Linked DNA regions of Anas platyrhynchos: region 2 is linked to region 1. Evidence: chromatin contacts called from public Hi-C data. All regions are on one chromosome and are shown on one strand. Each heading gives the region's core, a stretch centred on a gene start, on an enhancer-like site or on the middle of the called end of the contact. The rest is flanking DNA. Distances are from core to core; before and after follow the strand shown. Region 1 holds the start of WHAMM (WASP homolog associated with actin, golgi membranes and microtubules). Region 2 holds the start of BTBD1 (BTB domain containing 1).

The links. A called contact is a pair of places that touch in the nucleus more often than the background predicts.
Region 2: a Hi-C map of skeletal muscle shows a contact between it and region 1, with 4 times the contacts expected there. The contact joins the promoter of BTBD1 here to the promoter of WHAMM in region 1. A contact is called at or near these places in 2 of 8 Hi-C or Micro-C datasets (both in skeletal muscle).

What each region holds. Positions count from the first base shown.
Region 1 is chr11:15,023,605-15,027,550 of IASCAAS_PekinDuck_T2T, forward strand. It overlaps WHAMM (WASP homolog associated with actin, golgi membranes and microtubules), which reads left to right and starts at 2,087. Exons shown (of 10, transcript XM_005026944.5): 1 at 2,087-2,674. The coding sequence starts at 2,141.
Region 2 is chr11:15,163,537-15,167,412 of IASCAAS_PekinDuck_T2T, forward strand. BTBD1 (BTB domain containing 1) reads right to left here and starts at 2,443. Exons shown (of 8, transcript XM_027466064.3): 1 at 1,942-2,443. The coding sequence starts at 2,390.

The DNA of each region.
Region 1 (3,946 bases), core at 837-3,336:
ATGTCTGTTGCATCTTGACACAGCTCTGCGTTTCCCTCCATTCCAATTAAACTCGGTGTCATTTCCTCACATTTCTAGCCGTGCAATTGTTTGCTGTTTCAGAAAGGAATTACAAGTTAATTACCCATGTAGTCATGATCTCATTACTGCTGACAGTGCCTCTATCATCTGTGAGATCAGAGCAGAAATGATGTTTTCACGTAACTGATGTCGCCTTTGCAGGAATGTTAACATTTATGCTGTCAGACAGATTTTATTAATTTTTCGGATGGGAACTTATTTATGTCTCTGTGCTGTTAATCTACAAAATCTCACAGGCCTTCATCTGTTGAAAAATTAGTCATGTCAGCTTTACTTCCAAAGACTAGAACATAGCATTTTGTTTACCGTAAATTAAATTCAGCCTTGCACGCAATGCCAGAATGAGAGATATGTGCTAGACAAAAAGCTGCTTCTCTTCCCGCTCCCCCCCGAGGCCCGCAGGTCCTTTCACAGGGCCTTCTCGGAGCGTGCTATCACGCCGCCATCCTCCTGAAGTCATTCAACTGCCAAGAAAGGGTGGGATATTTGCGAGGCTGAGGAGCAATCCTCTACAGGAGCTGGCCTCATTTGGCAATCTAGTATTGGGGGACCATCTTTTGGGACTGGATTTAGACAAAACCTCAGAGTTGCCAGCCTACACAGGAGTGGGGAGCCCACCCAGGGCAGTGAAGTGCAGGGAGGCAGTGTGTGGCCTCAGCCACTGGGCGCCTCAAATTTTGCACGTCAGGGAAGGAGCATGGGGTTGTGTTGGTGAAGAAAAGAAGCAAGATTTGGGGGATGGTGGCTGTAGGGAACGAAGACTGCTGGCACATGGCAGCTTTCTGTGACTGTGCCCTGGGCAGTGAGCAACTGACACCACAGCAGTGCAGGAAGATGGCGGCAGCCCCTGAGGTGAACCTGGTGCCACTCTCCCTGAGGGAAGGTGGCGGTGCTGCCTCGCACTTGGCTGATGTGCTCTGCACACTGTTTTTCATGAAAATAATGCCTCTTTTATTATAATTATTATCCAATAAAATAATAGTCAAATAATATTATTATTAAATAATAATGATTGATATTAAACAGTAATATTAATAACATAAATAATAGCCACTAATAATAATTATATTAAATAATAATAAATATTTAATAAAATAATAGAGTAGTCAGAGCATTGGGATGGGTTGCGCAGGGAGGTGGTGGAGTCACTGTCCCTGGGGGTGTTCAAGGAAAGGTTGGACGTGGTGCTTAGGGGCCATGGCTTTAGTGGGCAATATTGGTGGTGGGGGGATAGTTGGGCATGATAACCTTGAAGGTCTTTTCCAACCTTACAGATTCTGTGTGTTTTTGTTTTTTTTTTTCCACACGCCACGCCTATCCCTCAGCCCTCACTCCCCAGACATTATTTATTTGTTTATTTTTTGGGCCCCTCGCTACAAGAAGGACATCGAGGTGCTTGAGTGGGTCCAGACAAGGGCGACGAAGCTGGTGAGGGGCCTGAAGAACAAGTCCTACGAGGAGCGGCTGAGGGAGCTGGGCTTGTTCAGCCTGGAGAAAAGGAGGCTCAGGGGCGACCTTATTGCTCTCTACAGGTACCTCAAAGGAGGCTGTAGTGAGGTGGGGGTTGGCCTGTTCTCCCACGTGCCTGGTGACAGGACGAGGGGGAATGGGCTTAAGTTGCTCCAGGGGAGTTTTAGGTTGGATCTTAGGATGAACTTCTTTACCGAAAGGGTTGTTAGACATTGGAACAGGCTGCCCAGGGAAGTGGTGGAGTCACCATCCCTGGAAGTCTTTAAAAGACATTTAGATGTAGAGCTTAGGGATATGGTTTAGTGGGGACTGTTAGCGTTAGGTCAGAGGTTGGACTCGATGATCTTGAGGTCTCTTCCAACCTAGAAATTCTGTGATTCTGTGTGATTTATTTATTTCCACACCGCTGGCGTGAGGCGCTGCTCGCCCCGCCCACCCACCACGAGAAGCCCCGCCCACCCCCCCGATAAACCCCACCCACCCCAGTAGTCCCCGCCCCCTGGCGGCTCCCCACCAATGGTAGCGGCGCGCTGAGCACCGCCCCTGGTTAAGGCGGCGGGGGAAGGTCCCGGGCCGGTCCCGCGGCGCCATGGCGGAGCCGGCGGCGGACAGCCTGGAGGGCTGGGTGGCCGTGCGCGACACCGCCTTCGCCCCGCCGCAGCAGCCGCCGCCGCGGCTCCGCTTCCTGGTGGGCTGGAACGCCGCGGAGGACGCCTTCGCCGTCACCTGCCACGGCCGGGCGGAGGGGGAAGCCCCGCGGAGCTGGGCCGGGCTCTTCTCGGCGCCGGCCCTGCTCGGCGTCCACCGGCAACTGGCGGCCGTGTGCCCGCGCCTGGAGCCCGCCTTCCCCGCCCTGCCCCGCTCCGCCGCCGCCACCGGGCTCTGGGCTCTGCTGTTCCCCGGTGGAGCCCCGGTGCTGGACGAGGCGGAGGCGCAGGAGCTGTGCCGGGCGCTGGAGCGCTACCTGGGCTGGGCCCTGGAGCTGTGCGGTGGCGGCGTGCTGCTGGACGCCCTGTTCGCCGCCGAGCGGCCCCGCGACGAGGAGTACTTCGAGAGCCTCCGCGAGCTCCGCGGGAGGGCCCTGCGAGGGCACCTGGCCCGGGCCAAGGAGGCCCTGCGGCTGGTACGGCCCTCCCCCGGGGGTGGGAAGGGGGTGAGGGCAGCGGGGCTCGGCCCCTGGTGGTCGTGGAGCCCTGGGGTCGGGCGTGGTGCTCGGCTGTAGGGGCCTGGGATGGTAGGGAGGGAGCGAGGGGGGTGTGTGTGATGTTTTCCTGCCCCTGGGCCTGCCCAGCGCTCAGCTCAGACACTCCTGGTGACCAGGAACTGCTAAGACAGTGCCCTCAACTACGGTGTCCTCGCCCTGTGCGAGCCCGGCTGTATTAAGTGGGGAATAACCCAGCTCGGTGTAAGACATCAGGGGCTTGCTTAAGCTGCAAGTGCTCCGACAAGAACACGCTGCTAAAAATACCCGGCGGTGTGCACCGAGTGGAATGACAACCAGAAGTGAAAGTACAAGCGTGACGTAGTTCTCCAGCCTCTTTGTGAAGGTGTCAGCCTCTTTGCACTGACGCCTTTCGTGGTCAGGTTCAGTGATGCCTTTCACTGGGGGCTTCTTCGTCAAGTTCTTCATTAAAACCAAGTAAAGCTGCGGGCCTGCACCAGATAGGTGTTTTGTGGTCAGAGTTCTTGAGTGTCAAAGTCTGGCCTAATGGTTTATGAGCTAATTGTTAGCCCTTTCTCCCTTTGATACCATAAGCTCCTCCTTTATCAGGAGGTGACTTGTGAATTTCACAAGTAATTTCCCTCTGTGCACTGTAAACAGCCTCCAGGAGCAGCAAGTGTTTCTGTTAGGCATTGGCACTGTGTATGTGTTAAATTCCTACAGGTGAGCCCTGGAGCTGTGAGCTACCACGGGCTCCTGCAACTGTATAAGGGGCCACAGGACTGATGGGATTATCAGAAACAATGCATTCATATCCTTTTGTCCCACTGTGCTGGGCCTGGGAAGAGGATGGGCAGGCAGTGCCCTTGAGCTTACTTCCACAGACCTTCCCTGGGGAGGTTGCTCTGCAGCTGGACTCTTGCTGCTGTGATCCTTCTTACCCCGACCCAGTGGGCAAGAGCAAAGGTGGTAGCTTAATTCCAGTGCTTTTCATTTGAGGCACAATCAAGCCCGTGTTTCTGAGGCTTTGTTTTCCCCACTTGTAGCACCAAGCACCCCCCTGTTCCCTTCCCTTAAGGAGCCGTAGAGCGAGCAGTGTCCTTCCAGGAAGCTCTGTGTTCCTCAGCAGAGCTCAGCTGTGCTCCTCCAGCTGGCTCACCGTGTCCTGGTGTGTAGAGTGCACCATGGTCCCTGGCAGCTGTTATCAAAGAAGAGTTTTTGAAGTTTTTATTG
Region 2 (3,876 bases), core at 1,193-3,692, 140 kb after region 1:
AAGTTTTTGCATCAATTTGATGTTTCTTTTATCTTGATGTTCATTTGTTAGGAATATGAATGTCTCAACCTAGCTATTACACTTCAAATTGGTTTTTGCAAAGATTAAAGAAGTGCCCTATAAAATACAACCATCATTACCTGACCAATTTACTAACGACAGATAAGAGGCCAACAATGCAAGGTGCAAGTCATGAAAAAAACAAACAGGGTGTCTTATAGTTGAGGGACCTTAAATCTGTGTATAAGAGCATGGAAGAAGTCTGGTACTAGTCTGTACTAAAGAAATTCTCCTTAGATATGTTTCTAACAAGGTGTTGCAACTTCTATTATACCATTATAAGCTCGGTGTACACATATCAGGGTTTGATTCTGAAGAGGGAGCTTGAAGGGATGCTACCAGATCCAAGGAAGGCAGCAGGCGTGCAGGTTACCTACTCCTGACCTAGGGAGGTAGTGACAGAAAAATAACAATACAGGACTCTTTTGAGGCCTTGTAATTGGAACAAGTTCACTCTAAATACGTATCTATAATATAGGAGAAAGTTCTATAAAGCTGCCAACTATTTCATACATACATCAAACCTGAAACACTTCAGTTCAGTCTGGTGATATTTAGACCAGATACAGGTATAATCAATTTACTTAAGCAAGTGCCCTGCCCTTATGTACCAGCAGATCTACAGACACAAGGTGCCTTTTGTTTGCTTTGCTTACTTCTACAATTTTCCAACACTACCCTTCTCACCCTCCTGCTTCTGCATTTGTATATTTAATCCAAACAAACTTCTCTCATCATAACCATTTTTCACTGCCTGGTGTTTTTTCTGTATCTGTATACAGACACACATCTCATTCATTTGCTATTAACCTTTGTAACAATTTTTGCTTGAAAGACACTTCCCAGCATGCTACACAAGCACTTCACCTTACATTTTTACCACTCCCTGTTTGCTGAGAAACCAGAAAATACAGTTTATTTGCTAAAGAGCCACACAGAGAAGTTGCTGCTGTGTACTTTTTAAAGCAAAATCAGTTGCTGTAGCTCCCGTTTCCATGATTACTAAAAGGACCCCCTGATTCTTGTCGGCCTCCAAACAAAAAGAAATTGTTAAGATTTGGGCCCGTATTGCATAACAGAAAGCTCTGAAACACTACAAATTCCCTTCCAGGCAATGACATTTGTCTTCAAAATGTGCATTACAGATACCTGTTTAATACATTTTATAGATGTTGTGCCTAGCAGAGTTTCTTGTGAAAAATTTTTTAAGATTAAATAGATATTAGACATCAGTAGCCCATTTTGCATACGTTTTCCCCACCACTGCGCTCATGTTTTCCCCTGGGTGGTTTGCGTGTAAGCTGTGAGCTAACTGCACGCTGCTGCGCTCTCCACCCAAAGTATCTGAAATGTGTGCCTGCAATAGGCATTTCTCTGGTGAAGGGACACAGTTCGCTACCACTGCTGAAAAAGACGAGAGAACTGCAAGATGAGTAAGTTGTCAAAGTAAGTTATCAAATGAAATTAAAAGCCCAGTACAGCCTCGGTTCCTTCTCAGCCATCAGTAGGTGGATGGGCGGTTGCGACACTCTGGGATTGCTGAACCACCAATTCTCATCACCTTCATTAAAAGACGAAACCAAAAAGCCGAAATCAGCCCCTCCCCGTCCCATCCTGCGGGGCCACCGGACCCCAAACCGGGCTGGGAAGGGATGCGCAGGGAGGAGGCACGGAGCAGGACGCCGTGACCTTGGGTGCAGCCCCCGGCTGCCGGGCGGCCCCTCGGCACCTCGGGGGGGGGGGGGGACGACAAACGGGATGGGGCTCAGGGCACCGACCCCCGGCAGCTCACGAGGCTGAGGGGACGGAGCTGACAGGGGGGGAGCCGCCGTGTGGGGGCCACCCCCACCCCACACCCCCCCCGCCCACCCCCGTCCCGACCTGAGCAGCGCCAGGAAGGCGGCGGGCTCCACGTCGGGCAGCTCGATCTCGGCCGAGGTGGTGGCCATGCCGCCGTTGAACATCGCGTCGAAGACGGCGCTGCCGGCCGCCAGCACGAAGCGGTGGGCGGGGATGCGCTGCTGGCCGGGCCCGGGAGGAGCCCCCCCGCCGCCCCCCGAGCCGCCGCGGGGGCCGCCCTTGCCCACCACGAAGTGCACGTCGCTCAGCAGCTCGTTGGAGAAGAGGAAGGCGAAGCGCTCCCGCAGCGAGCCCTTGGTGGCCTGCCAGTTGTACAGCGGCTCCCGCTGCAGCACCGCGCCGCTCTCGGGGGAGGCGGTGGGAACGGTGGGGGCGGCGGAGGGGGCCGAAGCTGCGGCAGCGGCGGCACCGGGAGCGGCGGGAGGCGCCTCCCCGGGAGCCCCCGCACCGCCGCCACCGGCGGCCGCCATCGCCGCCCTGAGGGGGCCGCGCCGCGCCGGGCCGGGCGCTCAGGCAGCCCCGCCGCGCATGCGCCCCGCGCAGCCTCCCTGTGGGGCCGTGGGTGTCCGCTGGCCGCGCGGGTGGCTGAGGGGAGCGGGGTCCGGCCCGCCCGTTCCTTCTGGCACTTTGTCACCTCTGTCACTTTTTGTCACTTTTTGTCACTTGTCTGAGGGAGTGCGGTGTCCCCGCGTGCAGTGGGAATGCAGTTCCAGTGGGGAGAGCCGGCCTAGGCCGTAAAAAGGCAAAAGGCGGCTGTGCAGTCATGGAAATGTATTTCTGTGTGTGGCTGAGTAAAAGTTAACGGCTCTCCGGTTAAGGCTTGTGAAAGGCAAATTCACTTTTACAACACCTGATTCCTTATAATAACACTCAACACATATATGGATGCCCCTTTAAACTATTTCTGAGATAACTTGAGAATATGAATGACTGTTGCTATGTGCACCTTAAAATTTTTACACAAAGTGGTCTATTTAAAGTGTGCCTTCATGTCTGACATTTTATACTTCCCAGGAGGTTTCCAAAGCAAAACTTACTAATAGCGAATGTAGTAGACAGCACAGTTTTTTTCTGTCTAAATCAGCAGCCATCAAATTTAACATCCTTGGACCAGGGACTGGTCGTCTAAGGTCACTAAGTTGGTGAATTAATTCGGCAAATATTGAAAAAAAAATGGATCTATTTTATTTTATTTTTTACTTTACTACGTTAGTGGCTTCTGGAAAGGGAGGAAAAGGTTTGCGTTGTCACAGTCCTGTCAACCTGGAAAGTAAGGCGGATCCTTTTGCCATCTGCTGGAGCTCTGCTGGAAATGCAGCACGATGTAAATCACGGCGCTGAGGGCTGTTTATCAGAGCTCCTGGCTTGTCAGCATTTATGGAAGCGTGTGGCTAAAAGAGGAATATAATATGTCACCGCTCTGCGTTTAGGTTTATAATTAGGACAAAACTGAGACCGAGCAAATGTGGTCTGTTTCGCAGAACAAATTTTAGAGAACCTTAAGCAAGATGGAAGCAATTTCAGCGGGGCAAAGGGCACAAGAAGATATAGTATACCAACCATAAAGCAGCAAGCAGCTTTGCACACAGGCTATATTTAAAAGTAAAGTCATGCTGCTGACTTGGGAGAACGAAGCTAGCACCTCTGCACTTTCCTGGTCCCAAGGTGGACAAAGGGAGGAAAGGGGAAGAAACCCAAATTTCCTCTGCTAGGTTAGGGACTGGAAGCTCCGGAAGCTGAGATGTACCGCAGCTTGCTGCTTTGCTGTCTCATACCATTTCCATTCTGGGGAACCCCAAAGGATCATCTTGAGAATCCATTTTAGGGGGAGTTTTTAAAAAATGAAAAGAATCACTTGTCACTCAAAATGGGCAAAGGAAAAAAAAGAGGAAAATGGTGACAACATGGACAGAAAAAAAATGTTTTCTGGGAGTATATATATATATATTGTTATAG